Regions from separate parts of the Mus musculus genome. Here region 1 is linked to region 2. Evidence: chromatin contacts called from public HiChIP or PLAC-seq data. All regions are on one chromosome and are shown on one strand. Each heading gives the region's core, a stretch centred on a gene start, on an enhancer-like site or on the middle of the called end of the contact. The rest is flanking DNA. Distances are from core to core; before and after follow the strand shown. Region 1 overlaps Traf5 (TNF receptor-associated factor 5). Region 2 has its middle 37 kb from the start of Nenf.

Evidence for each region. HiChIP or PLAC-seq counts read pairs in DNA pulled down with a chosen protein or histone mark.
Region 1: an H3K27ac HiChIP or PLAC-seq map of bone marrow-derived dendritic cells shows a contact between it and region 2, with 3 times the contacts expected there. The contact joins two enhancer-like sites. A contact is called at or near these places in 10 of 39 promoter capture datasets (3T3-L1-derived adipocytes, the C10 cell line, embryonic stem cells and 5 more), 4 of 484 Hi-C or Micro-C datasets (the HL-1 cell line, embryonic stem cells and pro-B cells) and 2 of 115 datasets of contacts at active chromatin or transcription factors (bone marrow-derived dendritic cells and double positive thymocytes).

The regions. Positions count from the first base shown.
Region 1 is chr1:192,077,918-192,083,230 of GRCm38.p6, forward strand. The region is part of intron 1 of Traf5 (TNF receptor-associated factor 5); the gene reads right to left. Among named protein-coding and RNA genes, the nearest start is that of Traf5, 12 kb to the right of the region's middle. Within about 2 kb of position 3,309, at least 15 of the 459 cell types and tissues checked have an H3K27ac peak or open chromatin away from gene starts, as enhancers often do. A contact at or near this core is called in bone marrow-derived dendritic cells, where this site is marked.
Region 2 is chr1:191,278,497-191,283,112 of GRCm38.p6, forward strand. No RefSeq gene overlaps it. Among named protein-coding and RNA genes, the nearest start is that of Nenf, 37 kb to the right of the region's middle. Within about 2 kb of position 2,860, at least 90 of the 459 cell types and tissues checked have an H3K27ac peak or open chromatin away from gene starts, as enhancers often do. A contact at or near this core is called in bone marrow-derived dendritic cells, where this site is marked.

The sequences.
Region 1 (5,313 bases), core at 2,059-4,558, 800 kb after region 2:
TCATGTGTCCTTTGTAATATCAAGGTCTGATTTAAAAGCTGTCCAAGGATCTCCCAGCATATGACTGTGAGATACACAGGTAGACATGCATTTTATGTGCAATTCATGTCATGAGAATTTCACTTCATAAAATAAGACATGATGCTAAGAATAGCAGGAAGTTCCAGTAAAGGTATAAATTTGATCAACTAAAACTAATTTAATCTCCTATAGTCATCTGTGACTGTTTTCTAGACCCTAGATCCCCATTAGCAACGAGTGGGTTAGATGTAATCTCACCTAGGCTCGTGGAGAAGCCGGCGCCTTCCCACCAGGTCCTCTGTAGGGCAGTGTTCTAGTCAGGGCTTCTACTGCTATGGTAAAACACTATGACCAAAAGCAACTTGTGAAGGAAAGGGTTCATTTCAGCTCATAGCCCCACATCACTGTCTGTCTCTGAGGGAGTCACTGAGCCTGGCTGAGGCTCTTCCAAAGCTTCTTTCAATGGCAGTGAAGAGCCTTCCTCTGAGATGCAGAAGCAGTTCCCGCAGGCAGGGCTCTGCTCTAACCCCATCCTCAGCTAGAACCAACACAAACTCTCTGTTCTCCACAGAGCTGAACAGGAAGGCCCTGCAAGGCAGGGGTCCCTCCCACAGCAGCCCAGATGAGATGAGACAAGGCCAGCGTTGGGGAGGAAGAATGACGAGCCAGGAGGGTGGGACTTTAGTTCCTCAGAGAAGTGTGATTTCTCTCTGGCTGGCCAGGAAGCCTCTAGTTCCTCATTTCCAACAGCTTACCAGACAGGGTTGCAGGGCAGCTCTAGAGCTACTACCCACACTTGTCCTGAGCCATGCCTGCCTTTGTCCCCTAGTTGGGAGGGATGATTCTGGGGAACACTGTCTTCTCTCAAGTCAGCCACAGCCAACCAGGGATATTTTTAAGTCTCCAGGAAGTCACAACAAAGCTTTCCCCTCAAAGGCCTGCTTGACTCCAGAGCTTTGAGCCTCAACTCTGTGTCCTCACTGTCTACAAACTTCTCCTGGGACAGCCATCTTTTATTACACCCCACCCACAGAGCCAGCAGTACCTGACTGAAAGCACTCAATTGGTGTTTGGTGAATAAGGTCAAGGAGAATAAGGGGAGGGGTAGGGGCCTCACATGACGTCGTGGTGCAAAGGGGCTGCTGGATGCAGGGCAGGACAGGTCCAGCTGAGGGGGACTTTAGAAAAACATGCATGGACCCCAGGTGCTAGAACTATGTGGTAGGAGGCAATGTCTACCTGTGGCTTGCTACCTCACACACCTAGCTTGTTTTAATCCTGACATTCCTGTGGCATACATATTACCATCATTCCCATTTTTCAAAGGAGGAAACTGAGGCTTGGAGGGATCCTACTTCAGGAAGTGGTCAATGCCCCTGAGGAATCAGCAGGAGCCACAGTCACTCCAGGCCCCTGCTTCCTCCCGGCCCACAGGGAGGCAGTGTATGTGGGTGGCACCCCATGGGTTCTGGGGTGGACCAGTCTGGATTCAAATTTTGGTTTTACACTGCATAGTCTTATGAACTCAGGCAAGTTACTTTGTCCCTAGGCCTCTCTGTTTCACACAATAATTAATAGTGACAGTGTAGCAACCTTGTAGGACTTCTGAAGAGAAAATAACACGATGTGCAAAGAGATGGCTGGCCTGCTAACTGCTTTTGTAAATACAGTTTTATCAGAGTGTAGCTGGGTTAATTTGTTTGCAGATGTTACCATGGCAGAGCTGAGCAAGCTAACTTGAGATTGCAGGGCAGCACACATCCTATAACAGTGACTATCTTCTCCCTAAGGGAAAAGCCAACTGACCCATGTATGTCTACATGAAAAGCGTTAGGAGGTGGGGAGGGGCACAGAATGCACTGCAAGGGCTCTGAAGATTATGAAGTATGTGCAACCCCACCCCCACTGGCTATCTCCCCTCATTCTCAGGATAATATGTCTACCTGACATGTCCAGCTGCCAGGTTCAGGAATCAAAAGTGAATAAGAGGGGCTGGAGAGATGATGCAATGCTTAAGAGCATTGGCTGCTCCTGCAGAGGGCTCAGGTTTGAATCCCACTACCCACATGATAGCTCACAACCATCTATAACTTCAGTTCCAAGGGATCTGACACCCTCTTCTGACCTCTATAGGAACTGTACACACACATGGTACTCAGATACACATTTGAAAAAAACACTTATAAATCAATCAATCAATCAATCAGCCAACCAATCAATCTTTAAAAAGGAAAAACCAAAACCAAAACCAAAACCAACTGACATATGAGTGAGCTTTTCATCTGGTACCTGCTGCCACCCCTAAATGAGTCCAAGGACTGCTCTCTGCATCTAGCTCCCTTCAGTTAGCTGTTTCCCTTCAACCCAGAGCTGTGGGGTGTGTGTGTGTGTGTGTGTGTGTGTGTGTGTGTGGTGGGCATGTGTGTATGCGTGTGTTGTGCATGTGTGTGTGTGCAGGTGAGTCCTGTCCTCAGGCCAACCTCAGATTAGTAGCACCCCAGCCACACAGTCCACCATTTTTCCCTCCCTAGCATCAGGTACACCTGTACCCACACGTGTGCAGGCATATACAGTGTGTGTGTGTGTGTCCATGTGTGTGTTTGTGCTTGTGTGACATGTGTGTGGTATTTATGTGTGTATGTTTGTGTGGTATATGTGTGTGTATATATATATATATATATATATATATATATATATATATATATAGTGTGTGTGTGTGCTTGTGTGGTATCGTACAATGTGTGTGCACATATGTATGTGTGGTGTGCATATGTGGACAGGTATGTGTACAGGGGTGTAGTATATGTGTGTATACAGGCATGTGTATATTTGTGTGTGGTACATGTGTGTATATACATATATGTATATGTGTGTGTGCAGGTGTGTGATATATCTGTGTGTAAAAGGGTGTGTGTGTATATGAGCAGGTATTTGTGTGTGGTAAGTGTATGCAGGTACATGTGTGTGTGTGTGCATGTGCAGATATGTGTGTGTTGGTCTCAGGCCAACCTCAGACAAGCAGCACCCTCGGCCACACAGCCCACCATTCTTCCCTCCCCAGCCCCAGGGACACCTGTACCCATATGTGTGCATGCATATACAGTTCAGAGGGTGACCTCGGGGTTCATTCCTCAGGAGCTTTCTCTTTTTTCTAAATTGAGGTCTCTCGTTGGTTTGGAGCTAACTACTTAGGCTAGGCCAGCAGCATGTTACTGACTGAGCCATCTTCCTGCCTGAGTACTCTGCTGTTACCACTGTTTCATTTCTCTATTTTCCCTTCATGGCTAGTTTTCTGACCCATTACCCAATGCATTGCTTAGAATTCAGCTACACCAGATCATCCAACCACTCAGTCCTTCAGTCAGCTCCTGTGTGCCAACCATCCCTTTGCTAAGAATCTATCCCTACAGACATACTGGGAACAAAAAGTATTGCTGAGTCGGCCCCAATTTCCCACTCCTTGGCCCTGCCCAAAGGCTGCCCTCAGCCTAGAAACATCTCCCAGCCAAATGTTCCATACTCCTTCTCATACCTGGAATTCTGGGACATTGTTTATAGAATCACACCTTCCCGTAGGTACCAACAGATCCATCCCTTATCAAATGCCCCAGCACCTTTCTGATCTTCCTTGCCCTTCTGAGCACATCTGTATTCTGCTCCTGAATAAACTGGGGTATGGGGCTGAGTCATCTGGGGTGAGGGGTAGGCACACAATAGCCCTCCTGCTCTTTGCATTGGTGGCCTGTGGCATGTTCCCCTTCAATCCTCCTGGCCTTGGGGACACTGAGCTCTTAGATTCTCCTCCAAGGCTGACCTCATCTTCAGGGTTACTTCTCTGCCCTTGGTCTTGCCCACAACTCCCACATCTCATCAGAAAGGCACTCTTCTCTGACTCAGACTGCTTCTGAAGGCAGCCTGGCACCCCACTCCATTGAATGGTGGGTCTACCAGCCCAGATTTACTGTTTTTTCTCTTCTCTCCCTTTCTGGCTATCCGAGTTGTTCACACAGACAGATATACAGGGCACATAAACATGGAATGTGGGATTCCAGTGACCGTGTGAGCACAGAGCTTGGATACACAGTCAACAACCAACATGCTAGATTTAGCTGAGAATTCTGAAGCATTTTCAAGTGAGGATTGGGCCCCTGATCCACTTTCCATGATCTGGAGGTGATCTGAAGGAGGGGAAGACCGTTCTAGTCAGGCTCTAGAACATGCAAGGCAGTGACCACAGTGACCCCGTTATTTGCAGTTCTGCTGTCCATGGTTTCTATTACCTTGACCAACCAATGTCTCAAAATATTAAGTGGAAAGTTCTAGAAGTAATTCATGAGTTTTAAGCTGCATAGATGATTTTTCAGTAGCATGTTGAAATCTTATGCTTTTCTAGCCTATCCTGCTTGGGAAATGAATCTTCTCTGGACAAAGGGACATTGCCTTAGCCTAGAGCATTCAGGTTGTATACACTACCCACCCATTAGTCACTTGGAAGTTATCTTGGTTATCAGATCAACTGCTGTGATTTGTCAGAGTTCAAGCAAACTTTGTTGCACATGAACAAGTAATAATACTGGCAGTTTATTATAGCATTGTTCTGTTCTGTTTATTATTAGTTGTTGTTCATCTCTTACTATGTCTAACATGAATTAAACTCAATAATCTATATAGGAGAAACATAGTAGACATAGGTTCAGTATTATCCAAGGTATTGGGCAACCATTGGGCATTTTGGAAGGCATCCTCCAATACATAGAAGCCTTGGCTTGACTGATAGTTACCAAAGGTCATATTCCAGCTCTGTCTTTTCATTGATGCCCCTAGCTCAGTAATACAGATCCATCCTCAAAGCTGGAAGCTGGCCACAAACATGAGCTGAAGCATTGAGGTCATAGTTTAAGAGAGGCTGATGGGGAAACCACCTTTTAACTGGTAGGGAGGCCAATATGGCCTGGAGCCATGGTGAAAGCAAATCGAGCAAAGGTTGGCACTCACAGCCCAGCCTCATGGAGTGACACACCCCAGATGCCTGTGTGGTGGGCATTCCAGGGTTGGCTCCAACACTGTATCCCTTAGATGAGACTTTGCACTGCCCACTGTCATGATGGGTGGGCTGGATCAGAACCACAAGAGAGAGGAACAGTGGGGAATCCAGTGAGGAGATGTAAGAAAAGCAGGCAGAATGAATTTGGGGTGGCTTTTTCCTCCTTCAACCAGCATTTGGGATATCGAGGCAAGAGGATACTGAATCTAAGGCCAACTGAGATATATAATAAATAACAGACCAATAAA
Region 2 (4,616 bases), core at 1,610-4,109:
GTTAATTGAGTGTGAACTTGGGGAATCACCTACCTTCCCTCTAAGTTGTATGTCACATGAATAGAAAGCTTCTGACACCAGCTGCTCAGTACTTGAAAGACTAACCCTCTCTCTGCCTAACCCTCTCCAGCAACCCCCGCTGAGGCCTTGAGTCTGTTTCTTTGCCTGGTGTGAGGGCTACAGGAGCCTCCCTAGACCTGCTCCCTATTCACACTGGGCCTTCAGTGAAAACCTGTGGTGTTTCTCAGTTCTCCCTGGCACATGGCCCCCTTCCCGTCATGCAACAGATACAATAACAACAACAACAATCTAAGTACACTGGAGCTGGGCAGTTGGCTCATTGCAAGTGTGAGAACCAGAGTTTGGACCTCCAGCACTCAGGATATAGAAATGAGAGGTCAAACTGGCAAGCTAGAGTGGCTGGATCAGCGAGCTCTGAGGTCCAGCAAGAGACCTTACCTTAATACATAGATAAGGTGGAACCCAACTGAGGAAGACAGCCAACATTAACGTCCTGGGGCCTGCACACACACACACACACACACACACACACACACACACACATGCACGCATGCACGCACGCAAGCAGACATACACACTACATGTGCACATACACATGTAGAATCATTAGATATGAAGCCAGAGAAACTCACTGGTTGCAACCCAAGTGTGATGAAGATTTGTGTCACTGAACATGGAGAAGGAGGGCAGAGCCGTCCTGCAGGATGGGTGGATTCCATCTGAGGAGAGGAGGGGCGTAAAGGCTGCAGTGTGCCTGCAGAGTGGAGGGCGGAGATTGTCACCTGCCAGAGGTCTAAGGATGAATGCTAAATGACTGAGAGGTGGGGAGGGGTGAGAGAGGGTAGGGGAGGGTGTGTAGGGTGGGTGGTGAGAGGATATCCAGAAGGTGGCTACAGTGGTCATGACAGGAGGTCCAGGGTGGTGGCTGTGGAAAAGCATAGGAAAGGTGTGAGCTGCCACCCGCTGACCCTCCTACACTGGAGGTAGTCCAGGCATCAAGAATGGCTTGAAATGTGGACTAAGGTCCATATTTTAGGGAAGAGAAGGTATTTGGTGAGTGTGTACAGTGAGGAGCTTGGATAGGCCCCTGATTAATTAGAGAAGCCCCCGACATCCTGTGAATCTGCTGTGGAACACCCCACAGTGTATTGTGTATTGGGCTGCTACATTGTATAATAAATGTGCACCATTGTTACTTACCAATTAATAGTGATAAAAGATGTCCAAGCTATCGCCTTCCCAGAGCTCTTAGAATGCATGGTGAGATGTTTACTGTTACAGTTTATATGTATGTATCTTGGTCAGGGTTTCTATTCCTGCACAAACATCATGACCAAGAAGCAAGTTGGGGAGGAAAGGGTTTATTCAGCTTACAATTCCATAGCACCAAGGAAGTCAGGACTGGAACTCAAGCAGGTCAGGAAGCAGGAGCTGATGCAGAGGCCATGGAGGGATGTTCCTTACTGGATTAAGACAGTAAGTCTTTCTGCACAAGTGTAGTACACTGTGTCTGTGCCTGCTGCCTATGGGATTCAGAAAAGGATCTTGATCCTCTTGAGCTGGAGTTATGCATGGTTGTGGACCTCCATGGGGTTGCTGGCAACAGAACACAGGTCCTCTGCAAGAGCAGCAAGTGCTCTTAGCGGCTGAGTTTCTTTTCAGCCCTAAGATGATTTGTTTTAAACATCAACTTGACCCAACCTAGAATCACCTAGGAAGAGAGTCCTGAGCGAGGAATTTTTTAGATCAGGTTGGCCTGTGGGACATCTGTGGGAGATTGTCTTGACTGTTAGGTGAGGTGGGAAGATCTGCCCGAGTGTGGGAGACACCATTTCTCAGGTTGGACCCTGCACTGTGTGACAGAACTGTCCAAGAGTGGGCTGGGGCGATGGCTCAGCAGTTAGGAGCATTGTCTGCCCTTGCAGAGGACGTGGGAGCCAGGCTTGAGTGAGTACAGAGAAATACACACAGGCAAAACCCTCATCGTAATAAAAAAGTTAGAAGAGGGACGGCAAACAAGCGTGTTCTCCGTGCTCTGCACTGTGGGTGTCGGTTTCTGCCCTGACTTCCCAGAAATGGCGGACTGTCACCTGGATTGTAATCCAGATAAACACTCCCCTGACTTGCTTTTGGGCATGGTGCCGCAGCCTGGGATGAAGACAAGGGAAGACTGAGGGTGAAGATTTAGGATCAGAAAGCATCAGGCAGAGAAGGCCACGGCCAGGGTGGCCCTAGCTGTCACCGGGTAAGCCTGTAGCCCCACGTGTGCCCATGAGAATGGCACTGCACTCAGTTCAGGCTTGTTGGGGAGTGAAGAGTTCAGACTCACTACACAGAACCCTGCCTCCTCCCAGAATGCACAGCAGCTCTGCACTGTGTGCCTGGCTCCCTGACAGGACTTCCCCACGAGTGTCCTGCCCTGGAGTTTCCCGAGCACAGGCTCCAGCAGTCCTGCCCTTTCCTGTCCACTCTCCATAGATCCAGGACAGGATCCACACAGGGGACCCCACTGGGTCCTTGGGTCCCCTGGACGGGATTCCTTCCTAGTGCACTTCGGGTAAGATGTGACCGGCAGACTTGTGACTCCCCATCCTTCTGAGTTTAGATAAGCTCTAGCTGTTTACCTGGCCAGCTCGCTCCAAGCCTGTGAGATACCCGGAATTCTGGGTAATGGGATAGGAAAAGATTGCTGTGATCCAGACCTGCCCAAGCCCACCTGTCCAGAGGCTCCCTGTTACCCAGTGTTTTCTAGTTCCCATGGTGACCAAGAGCACAGAGCAGGGTTGTTATTGTTCCTGGAAGAAAAGGGAAGGACCGAGTTTGAGACTGACGTCCGTCTGCCAGTGGGCAGCTGAGTCACCCTGCCATGGCTTGGCCCGTCTATAGAGTCACTTCCCCATGGTCTAAGGCTCCCACTGGCTTCTCCTCCTCAGCGAGAGCTAGTCCTCTGCCCATGTCAGTAAACAAGCACCTGAGACCAGTACTTGTGTGCTGAGCGCAGCCCTCAGCCCTATGCATGGCTAGCAGAGTGGGGAAGGACATTACTGACAGACCAACACTCTGCTTCCAGGGCGTAGGAGCTGGTGGGCAGGTACAGACCCTGTCCTTGTAGCACAAGGTCACAGTTGGTTTCCAGGACCTCCTTCACTCTGCCTACCTAACCTTGGCCATACCATTTTGCCTCAGCAGAAGAAACAGAATTACCTCGTCACTTCCTGGTATCTGGTCTGCCCCCAGAAGACCAGGAGCCACCTCCAGATACCACTGATACATGGACTTGGGATTAAGTTTTCCAACACATTTTCCTCTGGGGTGGCGGGACATTCAGACCATGGCCATCTCCTTCTGTCGCTGCATGGAATGAAGAGCCTTCACTTCACAGACATGGAAGAGAATAGAACAAAAGATTCCACAGATCAACTCAGGGTGGTGTCAACAAGAGACAGCAATGAGGCGGAACACCCGGGTCGCCGCTAACTCTAGCTCTCAGGCTGTGCTGGCCACTGGCTTTCCCTACCAGAGGACGGTTTTGACGGGCAGACACAGTCACTGCACTAGTGGGTGCTCACCGTGACAGATCAAGACAACTGTGTGGTATGCACTCCGGGTTTCAGTCTTCCCGGACATCTAACCAACCTGGGTTTTCTGGGCCATGGGGACCCAGGCCATTTTCTATGCTGACCCCTGCCTGCGCTTTTGTCCCCTACAGAGCTGGTCTGAAGCACAGTCCTCTTCCCCGTGCATGAAGACCAAGAAGGGTGATCATAGAACCGGTTCAGTGGGTGAGATGTTTATCTGTAAACACTACAAAGAACAGGGCCCAGAAGGCTTTTCGGGGGAGCCACAATCAGTTTCTCAGTCTCTGCTGTGTGTTGTGTGTATTTGTGTGTGTTGTATATGTGTCACATGCATATACACATAGACATGCTACATGGATACATTATCAGATTTTAGTTTTATGTATATATGTACAATATATGTGCAGTGCCCAAGAAAGCCAGAAGGGGGTGTTTGTGAGCTGCCATGTAGGTTTTGAGACTCAAACCTGATTCTCTTAACCACCCTCTTGAGCCCCAGGTAGCACATTCTAATCCTAGCATTTAGCATCAAATGTCTCATAGCTGTGGGTGGGGCTTAATTAGCCCTCTAAGTCTCACAGGTGAGTGGACTAGATCCCAGAGTCAGTGCAGCAAGAGTTTTGACAATTAGCTGACAACCTAAGACAGCCTAAGCATCCAATGAGGAAATCTATCCTCTCCTTCCTTCTTCAGCCCCACCAGGCTGCCCATAGCTAAACCCAAAGAAGGCTAGTGTGCCAGAGCCAAGGCCCGAGGGGAGAGCATCTGTCACACACGTGGTACTCAGGTTGCCACCCAGAGCCTTGGTTAGTGACACTTAAAAATCTGCATCCCGGCTGGGCCTGGTGGTGAATGCCGAGGCAGGTGGATCTCTGTGAGTTCAGGGGTAGCCTGGTCTACATAGTGAATTTCAGTACACCTACAGCTATGTAGAGAGACCCTGTCTCAAAATAACCCCCTGTGCCTCAGGCATGTGGGTGACACTGACTGGGAGAGCCTCAGGCATGTGGGTGACAC